Regions from separate parts of the Mus musculus genome. Here region 2 is linked to region 1. Evidence: chromatin contacts called from public Hi-C data. All regions are on one chromosome and are shown on one strand. Each heading gives the region's core, a stretch centred on a gene start, on an enhancer-like site or on the middle of the called end of the contact. The rest is flanking DNA. Distances are from core to core; before and after follow the strand shown. Region 1 overlaps Tec (tec protein tyrosine kinase). Region 2 has its middle 5.4 kb from the start of Slain2.

Region 1 (6,733 bases), core at 1,105-3,604:
CTCTGGTTTCCAATATGGAAATGCCACTGCTGGCTTCTCGTGCCCTGTTGCATGTTCCACAGTGTGATTCAGCTGAGAGAACCACAGAACTAAACCCATGTAGGCAGCAGCTCTAGAACCTCCAGAGCTGTGGCCCAAGTGAACCAGTTTTGTTTATAAAGTTAGGTACTGCTTGATTATAGCAATGGAGAGCTGAACGATATACCAGTAAACTTTGATATTATCAGTATAATTTACTACCCAGTTGACACATTGACAATTCATGCTTGAATATCACCATCGAAACCAAGTTCACCTAACTTTCTGAGTAAAACAAAACAAAGTCAGTGTGATTCGGGCATATTCTGAAAAATAAATATATTTTGATTTTTATCTAATATTTAGCCCCTTTAGATCATTGCTGTTAACTCCTAACAAGAGTATTTTTACTTTCCTTCCACAATTTTTGTGCATAAATACATGCTAAAAATCACTTTAGATTTGGATTTGTTAGCACTATTTTAAAGAGAGAAAGCTTGTTCTTTTTTTTTCTCTTCGAAATCATTAGACTTCTTTCTCAGTTTTTACAAGGCTTTCCTATTAGGAAGGAAAAACGTTAAACCACGATAATGAAGAAACTATGACATGTCCTATTTTGATGACTTAAAGAATTCTTCCATACTTATATACATACATATATACATATATACATACATATATACATATATACATACATATATACATAATGCATTTTCATCATATCTCCCCTCCTGTCTGTTCTTATCCTCACCCCACCTCACCAAGTTTGTTCTTTCCAGCAAGTTCCCGTCCTGTTCCCCACCCCCACATGTATCCTCCACTACATTTAATTAGGGTTGCTTGTATGAACAAGGGTCACAGGGTTATTTAGCAGAGCAAGGTCATCTTACCACTGGCCACACCACCAAGGAATATATTACTCCTCCCCAGTAACTGTTAACTGCCCATAGGTCCTCAGGGGGGAGTGAGGCCTAGTGGTCCCCATCTGTGCTGGAGTGTCGATGGACCCCCATCAGTCCTTGCACGTCTTTTGCGGGTCTTGCGCAGATGCCCACTGCTGCTGAGTTCTTGGCTGTGCCATGTCCAGGTGACAGAGCTTTACAGTGCTCCTACCCATCCTCTGCTCCTTATATTTTTCCTGTTCCCTCTCCCTCCGTGCTCCTGAGTCTGGCAGGGGCTGTCCTAGATGCTTTACTCGAGGCTGAGACTTAACAGCCACTTCTCTGCCCTTTGCTAGTGACGAGTCTGCTAGTTGCCCGCTGCCAACAGAAGCTTCTTTGGCCAATGGAGAGAGCAGCACTAACTGACGTGTAGTGTCTAAAATCAGATAGACGTTGCTTCTTCTCCTGCCTTTTGCCTGCCTTCTGGATGGGCTGCCCGAGGAGCCCTTGATCGTTAAAGCTTACTCTTTTCAGGCAGTCTTTCATGATCAATGAGGTTCTAAGATCTGTTCGCTGCAACTGCCAGATTGTGAAACTGAAGCATTCATCTTGACTGCAGATTGTGCAACACTGGACAGAGAATATAACTTTGGTGGCTTGAGTTTTTCACTACTGAGATGGTGACATTATTTCTTAGTTATCTGCCTCAGGACATATATATGTTCAAAGTCCAATAATGTCTGTTTTAAGCTTTAAATAGGCGCCGAGGTAAAGGGTAAAGTTATCTTTAGCTCCAGTGTGACATAGAAAAGGGGCACTTCATTTGGCAGTTATTATACAAAGACACTATTGGCAGTCAGGTGTGGTGGCATATGCCCACAAACCCAGCGTTTAGGTGGCAGAGGCAGGAAAACCACAAGTTCCAGGCCAGCCTGGGCAACATAATGACAGTTTTTCTGTCCCCCAGAGAAACTAAGAAAGTTTTAACCCAGAGTCTTATAATGTCTGAGAGATGGATCTGGAATATTTGAGGATACTCTTACTTTCAACAACCCCCCCCCCAATACAAACTGTGATATTCCTGTCTTTCAAAGGCTATCATCCACAGCAGTGAGCAGATCAGAGGCGATCAACCCTTTACATGGAAAATCAACGTGCTTGGGTCCGTATTCAAAGAAGATGGCTCCCTTTAGTTTTGGAGATCGGAAGGTTCCTTTTCAGTCATAGGTTGTATCCTCTGAAGATGAACAGTTGCTTTCAATAATATTCTTAAATGAAGCTGCTCAGAGAAGCACACAGCTCAGCTCCCTAGCGTTCCCTTTCCCTCTGCCTTCCTTTCCTGGATAGTGCAGTGAGTGGGATTGGTGCTAAAGCTGCAGCTTGGAATGACACGACGCATCTGAGGGCTCAGTAGTCTGGACTGTGTCAATATAGAGCAAAATAGAAAACAAAACCAAACAAACCCCAAAACTATGCCAGGTGTGGTGCTATGAGCCTGTACTGCCAGTCACACAGGCTGAGTTAGGAGATTCTCTGGAGGCCTGGGAGTTCAAGACTAGCCTAGGCACCATAGAGGGAACTTATATCACAAAGCAGGTAAAACCTGCTTAACTTTAATCACGATGCTTGTAATTCTAATGTCTTTTCTGTGAAAAGGGCCATTCTTCTGTGGTCTGCCCAGCCTTCTGGATTACACAGGTACCTTTGGAAGGTCACTGGGGCGACCTTTCAGGACACGGATGAGTGTTTCTGGGGAAACCCGTCTTCAGCTTCCTTCCTTGTGTTGATGTAGGTTCCATAGTATTTGATAGGTAGGGATATCACAGGTTGTATTTTGGTGTTTTTGTAGCTTCTTTTTTGCATCCGCAGTGAGATGATCTGCCTTTGGCTTTAATAGTTTAGGGAAGAAGAGAGCCAGCTCATTTGTTACTCCATTTTCTCTAGAGTTTCTGACTGTTAGAGATGATCATTTTTATTTTGTCAAACGTTTTAGGACTGGTATCTTTTTACAACAAAAATCATGGGAAGCTGTGATTTTGATGGGGTTTCTGTTCTAGGATCCCACAGACCAGACTAAGAAAATCAAAATGGAGTCACTTGTGCTACAGCGCCACATAATGAACACACAGACTGAGTGCGAGCTTTCAGACCCCTAAGGTGGCTAGTTCTCCATGAAAACAGATCTTAGTCTGAGGAAGAGTCCTCTTTGCTTTAAATCTTATCTAAAAAATTCATCAGAACAAGTGAGATCTCAGGTCACAGTTTAAAATCTATTGATTGGCTTCCATGTCTCATGGTCCTAAGGTCATTGTTCTGTCAATTTTCAAGGGTGTTCTTATTCTATTTTACTATTTTACTATTTTCAAAGAGTAGACTTTGCCCCATTTATCATTTTCACAGAAAAGCCAAGCTTATCTGTGCAATCTTGATGTAATTTTATCTCTTGATAATCTCTACGTAGCACCTTGCATGTATCACTTGATATTTCAAATTTAGGTTCTATTTTACTTCCTCTTCCACCTCGTTGGTCACTCCTGAAGAGAATGTGGCTCTCTTGCACAACCTACCCTCCCACACACACAGAAAAACACTTCCTGCCCCCCAAAAACATTTATAATAATAGCAAGATTATTACTTATTTATATTATTTTGATGCTATAGATTCTGTTTAGATAGCCAGGTCAGGATATAATATGGTTGCTTTCGTATGGCTTTTCTGTATGGTTTTTATTTTCCTTGGAATTAATTACTTTCATTTCTTATATCAATAATGTTTAGCTAATTTATTATGAGCTGCCCCAGGTATTCAGTTTTATCTTCTACAAGAGCTCTTCCCAGGAACCTTCTAACTTGATCTTTTGAAGAGGTTGGCCACTTGGCTTGCTGCTGCCTGTCATTTATCTTGGAATTTCCCTTCATTATGATGGGAGATTGGAATGTCTTTTGCCTTTTTGTTTTTCTTTTTAAAAACACTTTTCTTTGGTTCTTTGTGAATTTCATCATGCACCCCAGTCCCCTCATCTCCCCCTCTCCTGTACCTGTCCTTCACCCTTGCAATTTCTCCCCACCCCAACAGAGAGGAAAAAAATCTCATTGTGGAAGCTGTAGTGTGTCACAGGGTACCCTTTTGTCCAACAGTTCTTTACTTGCAAATGTTCATTGCAATGACTTGTTGGTCTGGGACTAGGCCTCTGGCTTCTGCTACTCTATGAATACTGGAACCTCACTGGGATTCCTCTTGGATATCACATTATTGCCCTGTGTCTTGTAGATCTTATCGTTTTGGATCTGTAGAACTGGCCTGCTCATCAATGGGTAGATGTTGGGGTAGGCCAATTCAAAGCCCTGGATCTTCTCCTGAGAGATCAGTCTGACAGCTTTCCTGCTCACACCCTTTGGGCCAGCTCACTGGCAACCCCCACTCCTAGGGCCAGTTCTACTGTGCTGCCCAGGTGAGGGGCAGGGCCTGCCCTCCTAAGGGCTACAACAGGTGAGGGGCAGGGCCAGTTCTCCTGACCTGATGATCTTGGGGCCAGCTCTCCTGCCTGCCATAGGAAGTAAGGGATGGAGAAGGGGGCATTTCTCTTATGTCCATGTCACTGCCCAGCAGACAAATAGTGGAGCCAACTGTTCCTCACTCCCTCCCTCAGGCCAGCCTGCCTGCACCCCCACCACCAGTGTCAGCTCTACTATGCTGCCCAGGGGAGGAGCAGGGCCCACTCTCCCAAGCGCTTTATTTGGTGAGGGGCAGGGCCAGCTCTCCTGCTCTCATGATCCTGGGGCTAGGTCTCCTGCCTGCCACTAGGTGGTGAGGATTGAGGGTGAGGAGGGTATCTCTCCCTTGTCTATGCTACCACATGGGAGATGAGTGGTAGGGCCAGCTCTTCCACATGTGTATCTTTGGGTCAGCTTACCCACAACTTCTGCAATGTGCGGCCTGCTCTCCCCAGTATTAAAGTTGGCTAGGTGTGGGGGTCTGCTCTCTTGCTCTTATGCCCCCAAGACCAGCTCTCCCACGATGACCAGGTGAGGGGTGGGGCCAGTTCTGCACAGTCCTCAGACATCAACTCATCCCTAGGTGGCAGACCAGACCAGGGATGTCTGCTGCTATAGGGCCACAAACGCAGACGTGGCTCCCTGGTAATAGCACAGGCTAGGATGCCACCGCGGTCCCATGTGGCATCACCAGCTACTCACATTAAGTTCTTCCCCAGTACCCTTGCATCTCTGGTTCTGCTGCTCTTCATTGTGACCTCCTCTTTCTGTTTCTCTTTCTCTTCCATTTCTTCACTGTTCACTTGTTCCTCTTAGGTGGTACCCGGGGTCTCTGAGTGTCTGGGGTCATTATGCCCGCTCATGCATTACAGTATTAGGCAAGGGTCATCTCAGGCATGGTGTGGCACCCCCATGCCCCCCAGGCCTGTGAGGTGCCAGACTGGTGGTTATCTCTCAGGCTAGCTCCCCGTCAGGCACAAGTTGCCCCTTGTGAGGGGATCTGTCTTGGGCTCATTCCTGCCTGGGATCCAGGCAGGGTTCTTCTGCCTGTCTCTGGCTTGCTCCACATGCTAAGAGTCCATCTGGGCTTTCCTGGTACCAGACTGGAGGACAGCTCAGGCCAGCTCCCTGTCCGGAGCAGGAAGGTGGTTATCTCAGCCTCACTTCTTTCAGGGAATGTTAGGCTACTATTCAGATGTTCATAGGTCACATATGAATGCTGTATTTATGATCCTATACCTGTATTGACATTCTGCTGAGAATAGGACTTAAGTTAGCAGACTACTGTCTTCTGGTGGCTCTCCCTACATTTTCTCAGGTCTCAGTTTCCCCTAGGGGGAAACTCTCTGCTTCTGAGCTGCCAGGACTGTTGTGGTGACTGCCATTCGGAGTTTTGATCTTTTCTATTATTATTAGCTTTTAAGCCTTTTGAACCTTCTGTCTCTTTCCATAATTTTGAAATTTTATAAGATGTGACTTGGTTATAGTTTGAATCTGGATATAACCTTTATTTTGACCAAAAAAAAAAAAAAAAGCCTACTTTTTTGCTTTTTTTTTTCCCCCCATTGTTTTGTTTGGTTTTGCCCTTGAACTCTCAAGTTTCAGTCCCTGGGCTTCTGGGTGGGCCCTCTAATGCTATTGTGTTTTCTTCCCAATTCATTGTTTGTTTGACTTTCTGTTGTAGTTCGTGGGAGACTTCCTTAGCTTGCATTTTAACTCTCCTGAGTTTTTTGATTTCTACTGTGTTAATTTCCAGTGTCCACACCCCACCTCCTTTGGGTACTTTATTGTTTATTTTGCCTGTGTCACAGCCTTGTGTCATATGTGTTTGGTGTTAAGATCTCCCTCGAATTCCTTGGTGATCCAAACTTTCCTTCATTTTGTGTTTAGGGTTGGGCCTTTCTGGCGTCTTTTTGTACTCAGTGATCTGGATCGTGTGGCACGAGAGAGCCGAGTGGTCACACATTTACTTACATGTGCTCAGAGCCTTTCACATCAGCTCCCTTTGCAGGGTGGTACCTCTGCCTCAGCTCTTCATTTTTCCTGAGATAGATCCTGTCTTAAGTTTAATGAAACAACAACAACATCAGCAATAAAAAAGCAAACAAATAGAACTTTAGTTCTACCAAGCATTGAGAGTAGCTACCTATGACACAGAAAAGGGGGTATTTTTTTTAAATAGACCTGCAAAAAATTACCTTGGAGCTGGGCATGGTGGTGCAATGCCTTTCATGTTTGAGGCCATAGAGAGTTTTAGGTCAACCAGAGTTGCATAGTGAGACTCTGTTGTAGTTGAACTTTCACTACTTTGTGGGTTCTTCTTTCTCCCTCTGTTCTCC
Region 2 (6,733 bases), core at 1,541-4,040, 77 kb before region 1:
TCCTTGAACTTTTATTTCTCTCTCTTTAATCTGGGCCTTGCCTTTTGTCCGAATGTGTAAATTAGGTGATCTCTAATAACAAATCTATTACCAAGAAGTGAAGGATTCTGGTGAGTCATGATTATAAAATAGAAGTATGAATATGCTCATACAGAGAAATCCATAGAAGACATTTTTTAACCCAGTTGCCTTACTACACATTGTTTTTAATTTAGTAAATATTAAGTGTGTAGTAGATGGTCTGTTCTGTGTGTGTAATAGATGGTCTGTTCTGAGCACCTGATGGTTTAATCATTTGTTAGCTTGTCTTGTAGTTCCAGTTAGCCTTGAACTTACTAGGAGTCTGGAATGCCCTTGAACTCCTGATCTTTCTGACTCTATCTATAATAAAGTTTGTATGCCAAGAACTGAAGTTGGCTGGTTGTGCTGGTACTTGCCTTAATACCAGCACTCAGGAGGCAGAGCCAGAGGAACTCTGTGAGTTTGAGGCCACCCAGGTCTATATAGCAAGTTCCAAGACAGCCAAGATTACATACAGAGAACCTGTCTCAAAACAAAACTAAAGTTATAATTTATACAGACAGATATATATATATCACAGATACCTGAGCACAAAGTCAAATCTGCTCTATACTACACTGTAATAGTAAAAGCTCTTTTTTTTATGTTAAGGATAAAAACTGTGATAATCCTTATTGATCTTGTTCTTTCACCCACCAAATCCACTTCTTAAGTAGGTCATGCCGCCTTGCATTCAGAATAGGTTTAAATACCTCCCAACTGGGGGACCCTTAGGACTCTGGTTCAAATTGCCCTTGTTCTCCCCTGTGGTTTCCTCCCCTCTCTTTTAATGGACACATCCCCTTTGCTACAGATAGCCTGATGGATACACAGTAGCCAGAAGATCCTTCCTGCAAGTCATGTTGCTATCAGAAGCCTCCCAGAAGTCGCTTTCCAATATCTTCAACTCCAAAGTCCTTTCTTTGACCTGCCTTGCTTTGGATACTTGATAACTTCTATAAGTAGCTTCCGGACCACCATCTCCCATGCCCTGTTTCTGCTCTACCCACACCAACCTTCTAGCTGGTCTTCAAAACAGACAAACAGGTTTCTACTGCCAGGGCTTTATACCGGCTACAGACACATCTAGCTAGAATCTTTGGGTCACCCAGAAAACCCCAGGACAGACTTCTATGATTTAGGTCTCTGCTCAAATGTCACCTAGGTTTACTATCTTTATTATTGCTACCTCACAAAATAGCATCCCTATCATGGTTGATCTTTTTGGGTCCCCCCCCCCCAAATAAAAAAAAAGCTCATATACGTTTTTGTTGTTTAATGAATGTCTCTCGGCAGTAGAATGTGAACTGCAGGAATTCCCCCACTGCACCCTTTGCCCACTGCACCCTTTGTCCATAAAACAGTGCCTGGTACAAAGTGAGTGCCCAATAAAGCGAAGCCTCCTAAAATAGAATTTCAGATGGATATGTTGGTTGTGTCTTGAAACATTAAACTAGAAATTCCTACTCATTTTCAACAGTTTTTTTTTAAATCTACATTTTCCTCTTCCAAAAGAGCAGCATGCCATACCGCATATATCATTTTTAAAACTAGGTCATACTCCACCTCCTGAGAGCCAGGAGCCCTGCAGAATTGCAGAAGGTAGCCTTGGGTTCTCCCTGAGATGTGTGGAGATATTTCCTTTCCATCTGAAACATTGCAACAACCTTCCTTCTCCAGGTTGCAACACTCCTCTGGCAACTCAGAAGTGTTGGTGCAAATCCAAAGTCACTTTTTAAAAGCAGACAGAGTCTCCTATCCCCCAGACTAGCCTCAGATATCCTAAGTAGCTGTGAATGCCCTTGCATTCCTAATGTTCTCTCCACCTCCTGGGTGCTGAGACTCTAGGTGATCAATACAATGCCCAGTTTTATGTGGTGCTGGGTATAGAAGCCAGGACTTCCCATGCCTGCTGGATAAGGTCTTTACAACTTAGCAGTATACCTAGAAAAAGTCCATTGCTGAGTGATACTTAGTAGTCAGGAGTAGTAGTAGGTGCCTGACATATGGAAAACCACACTTCCAACTTGATTTTCAGGTGTCACCTCCCAAGACAAGTTGACTTTGTTTGGGAATGAAGGAGCTGCTGTTTTCTAAGCAGGCGTGGACCTTTCTGTGACTTGTTCCTACTTGCACGTGTGCTTCCCTGAAGGCCCTGACAAAGTGGAAACCATTACAAACCACTGCAAGTATATATAGAGAAAACCATGACTCAACAGCTTCAAGGCATTACACAGTCCCAAATCAAGGTCTGTAGTAAGGGGCACATACTAAAAGTGGTCCACAAACTGCTATGCACAGAAATATCTGTGCTTCCTTTCAAACCTGTTCTGGAAGGCAGAGACAGGTAGTCTCTGAGTTCAAGGCCAGCCAGGAGTAAATAGTAAGAGATCCTGTCTCAAAAAAGAAAGGGGGACAGGGGGCTGGAGGCATGGCTCAGCGGTTAAGAGCACTGACTGCTCCTCCAGAGGTCCTGAGTTCAATTCCCAGCAACCACGTGGTAGCTCACAACCATCTGTAATGGGGTCTGATGCCCTCATCTGGTGTCTGAAGAGAGCAATGGTGTACTCATATACATAAAATAAGTGAACAAATCTTAAAAAAAAAAAAAAAAAAAAAAACCAAAACAAAACAAAAAACAAAAACCTCCCAAATTCTTTGGCATAGTCTTCACTATCGGGGCTTCCACTTTATCTTCATTGCACACACTTGGTCAGTCATTTCCTCCTGTCGTCTTGCATCTGTCCTTCAACAGCGTCCTTCCTCCAGATGTGCCTCCCTTTGGTCTATCTGGGGCGTCTTTGGGAAAATATGTTTTTAAAAAAAGAATTCAAGGAACTAATTTCTCTCTGTCTCTCTCTCTCTCCATTTATTTTGGTGTTTTGAGATAGGGCCTTTCTAATTTTCTTTCTCCATTTATTTTGGTGCTTTGAGACAGGGTGTCACTGTATGGCCCTAACTGGCTTCAATCTTTTTTTGTACACCAAACTGGCCTTGAACTCACAGAGATCCACCTGCCTCTACCTCCAGAGTACTGGGATTAAAGGTGTGCACTACCAAGCCCAGTCTCCAGGAATGTTTCTAGTCTCAGCATCCAGACCTAGCTGGCCTGGAACCCACTCTGTAGATCAGACTGGCTTTGAGCGCAAATATGCCTCCTGAGTACTGGAATTAAATGTCCAAACTGCCACATCTACGCAGAATTCCAGGAACTTTGAAAGTTTGTTATATGACAGACTCAGAGTTGAAATCTTGGGGCCCACATGAAGGGACCAAAAATATGAATCAAGAGTTTTCCCAATGAGCATCAATCAGGTCTTACAGTTATGAGGTACCTCAAAAGTGGCCATAGTGACATATATCACACACGTAGGGAGGACCTCTGGCCAACAATTGATCCCCTCTGTCTCTTACTCATAAGACTTCCTAGAGGCCATTGACTGGGGCTGCACTTCAGGCACTTGAAAGACAGGGGAAGGCTGGACAACCCACCTGCCGGTGGTTTGCTGAAACGAAGCTTTAACAACTCTTCCTCCCTGGAAAGGCAAGCTCAGCCTGAAATGAGTTTACAGGACAGATATTACCCAGGGCGACAGCAGCGTGTCAGTCAACAAAATAAGATGAAAGGGTCCTAGGTCTATAAGACCAGAAAATGAAAACTTGAATAGATCTTGGACTGAGGCAGACCATAAGCAGATATCAAAAGGGAAAACATCGCACCAGGAAGGATGTGCCGAGAAACACTACAGCTCAATACTAGATAATGGTTAATTCTGGGTGAATGCCAAAACCAAATGGTTATTGTTGGCTGCCTGTTGTAGAGAGAACTGTGCAGAAGACAGTTTCATTTAAGGGGTCAGGGATACTGTTCTCTGGCAAGGTGGTCTCTAGCACTGGGAAAAATTAGTCCCGATGTGCTGGACTTGGCTCAACAATCTGCAAAACTGCCTGAGTCCAGACAGATTTTCTTCTTCCCCTAGCACCCAGAAGACAGGTAGCCTTCATACTTGCACAGTTCTGTGGAGAAATGACAGGGTTGGGGAGGGAAGACATAGATTGTAGGCTGTGGCACAGGTACGTCCCCTTTACTTGGCGTTTGCTTTACCCTCAGGTTGGCTACCTATGTAGTAGCCCACAGTCCAAACAGATCTGTGTGTCGATCAAGTGGCCTACTAGCATCACAGAAGTACTTTATCACGGAAGTACTTGGCTCCTTTCATCTTATAAGATACTTCTGAATTATTCTACTCTTTCCACTGCCTGTTTTTCCAGCTAGGATCAGAGAGTCAGGCATCTGGTCAGCCTTGTGACAGGCACAGCTCTCTCTCAGCAGTTCTGCCAGAAGAATCCCCCGAGTTTGAGTTGAATACCCACATCTTGGTATATAGATAGCTCTTGAGCCAGCCAGCAAAATATTGGTGTTCGCTGGCAGCAGGGTTTATCATGGTGGCAACTGTGGGCACCCTAGCAGGGAAGAGGTCATATCCTACAGAATAGCTGGAAGTGCGTCTTGCTCTCAAAAAATGGAATTGCTATGTTGAGAGGTGTTGAATCCCCCATCCTCCCCAACCAGCAGAATAAAGATGCCTTTCTATTTCTTCACCTCTGACGCACCACCCGGAACAACATCACTGTGTTGCACAAGATCCTTCCAAAAGTGGTGAGACCTGTCAGAGTCTAGGCGAAGCATGACCACATAACAAATGTCTCCTCCTCCACGTCCTCCTAGTCAAAAGGCTAACAAAGAGCCCATGCAGCAATGGAGATTCTGAGCAAAATGATGTGAGTGCCAGAGCTTCCATGTGGTTACAGAAGTGGGCCTGACTCTGAATGTCATATTTGAGGAGGCACACGAAACATCCCTGAAGAACCACATTAGGGAATGGGGCTATAGGAGAGAAAAGCTTCTTAGCGCTGTCTACAAAGATCCAAAACAAGGCTGAATGTGAGTGTAAGGTAGTTTGAAGGCTCAAGGTTCAGAAAGCCCTGCCATTAACTGAAGAAATAAATAATAAACCTCACTTATTTTTTTCCTCATGATACCTATGGTTTTCCTTGTAACTTTTAATATTTCTATATCCAGCTCTTTTATTTTTTAAAGATGTATTTATTTTTATTTATATGAGTACACTGTAGCTGTCTTCAGACACACCAGAAGAGGGCATCAGATCCTTTTACAGATGGATGTGAGCCACCATGTGGTTGCTGGGAATTGAACTCAGAACCTCTGGAAGAGCAGTCGGTGCTCTTAACTGCTGAGCCATCTCTCCAGCCCCCCAGATCTTTTCTATATATCTCTTGGTGAATGTGTGTTACACGAGGCATCACATGGACACTTTTTAGGGATACTGAATATTCTATATGAACCTGCTATGTGCATTCATTCCATCAGAAGTTACTACTTCAAGGTAGATACACTCTTCTGGACCAGAGATGATAAAGATCGTAGGAATAGGTTTCTTCATCTGCATTGGCCTGTTGTCCCTTTAGGAAGACACATGCAGAGTGTTTCACATACAAACCAACAGGTGAAAAGAGACATAAGCAATATGAAAGAGAAAAAAATACAAAGCTTTTGGGGGAAGGGAGAGATTATGGGACTAGAAACCAATTTCTTCTGCCCGAAATAAGGGTTTTCCTCCAAGTATGATTTAAAATCGGCCCATAAGGAGAATTAACGATCATTTAGTTAGAATGAACAGAAACTCCCCTTAATCATCTCAATTTACGAAAGAATTGTAACACACGCCTTTATCCCCAGCATTTGGGAGGCAGACAGATGTTTGTGAGTTTGAAGCCAGCTTGGTCTACATACCAAGTCCAAGGCTAGGCAGAGAGAGCTACACAGTGAGACCATGTCTCCACAAACAAGGATAAAACAAAAAGACCGCATAATGAAACCCTCTCTCAAACAAAGAAATGAGGATGAGTGAATGGGTTGTTATTCATAAAGCTTAAGTCCAAGATATCATTCAAAAAATAGAGCATCAAAAGTAAAGAGTGTTTTCCCAGCATTTTTGCAGACTCAAAAGACAAAGAGCAGCGCAAAGCCATCAGTGTGAGCTACTAGTGAAGAAGCCATGCTCTCCCACACAAGGGAAGACTATGGAAAGCTAGTCTTGTGAGCATCTCCTGGATACCTGGTCAAAGCGGCGCCTGCAGGGCGCTTGCCCTTCAGATCAGAAGCGGAAGGGAGCTGGGTATGATAGAGCATCCCTTAATCCCAGCACTCAGGAAGCAGCGGCAGGCAGAAGGTGAGTTCAAGGGTAGCCTGGTCTAGTGAGTACCTGGTCAGCCAGGGATATGGGGAGAGACCTGTCTGAAAAAAGGGAGGGGAAACTAAAAAGTACATCATAGACATTTATGTTCATAAAACAAGGCAATAGAAGAACACATATAAAGTCCATAAACATGGGGACCCTCGGGGGGAAATGGGACATAAGGGGCGCAGTGACGATGCTATGAATACATCAGGGGACATCAGGGGAGGCAGTATGAGTGGAAGCAAGACTTCCTATAGAGTGGTGGTAAAGGCCTCTCTGTGAACAGAGAGGCGGTCAGTACCAGAGATCCAACCCAGAGGGCCACGTTCAGGCTAAGGTGTCCCACCACTGAACCACACTTCCGGCTTCCACCGGATCACAGTGCCGGAGATGAGGAAGCATGGCACGCA

What was found. Hi-C and Micro-C count contacts between places; a contact is called where the count stands out from the background.
Region 2: a Hi-C map of the HPC-7 cell line shows a contact between it and region 1, with 1.7 times the contacts expected there. The contact joins two enhancer-like sites. A contact is called at or near these places in 1 of 39 promoter capture datasets (neutrophils), 2 of 15 datasets of contacts at CTCF or cohesin (CD8 T cells and the NIH/3T3 cell line), 2 of 484 Hi-C or Micro-C datasets (the HPC-7 cell line and granulocyte-monocyte progenitors), 3 of 115 datasets of contacts at active chromatin or transcription factors (CD8 T cells, the HPC-7 cell line and embryonic stem cells) and 2 of 9 other capture datasets (adipose tissue and macrophages).

What each region holds. Positions count from the first base shown.
Region 1 is chr5:72,827,877-72,834,609 of GRCm38.p6, reverse strand. All of the region lies in intron 1 of Tec (tec protein tyrosine kinase), which reads left to right. Among named protein-coding and RNA genes, the nearest start is that of Tec, 37 kb to the left of the region's middle. Within about 2 kb of position 2,354, at least 29 of the 459 cell types and tissues checked have an H3K27ac peak or open chromatin away from gene starts, as enhancers often do. A contact at or near this core is called in the HPC-7 cell line, where this site is marked.
Region 2 is chr5:72,905,593-72,912,325 of GRCm38.p6, reverse strand. No RefSeq gene overlaps it. Among named protein-coding and RNA genes, the nearest start is that of Slain2, 5.4 kb to the left of the region's middle. Within about 2 kb of position 2,790, at least 10 of the 459 cell types and tissues checked have an H3K27ac peak or open chromatin away from gene starts, as enhancers often do. A contact at or near this core is called in the HPC-7 cell line, where this site is marked.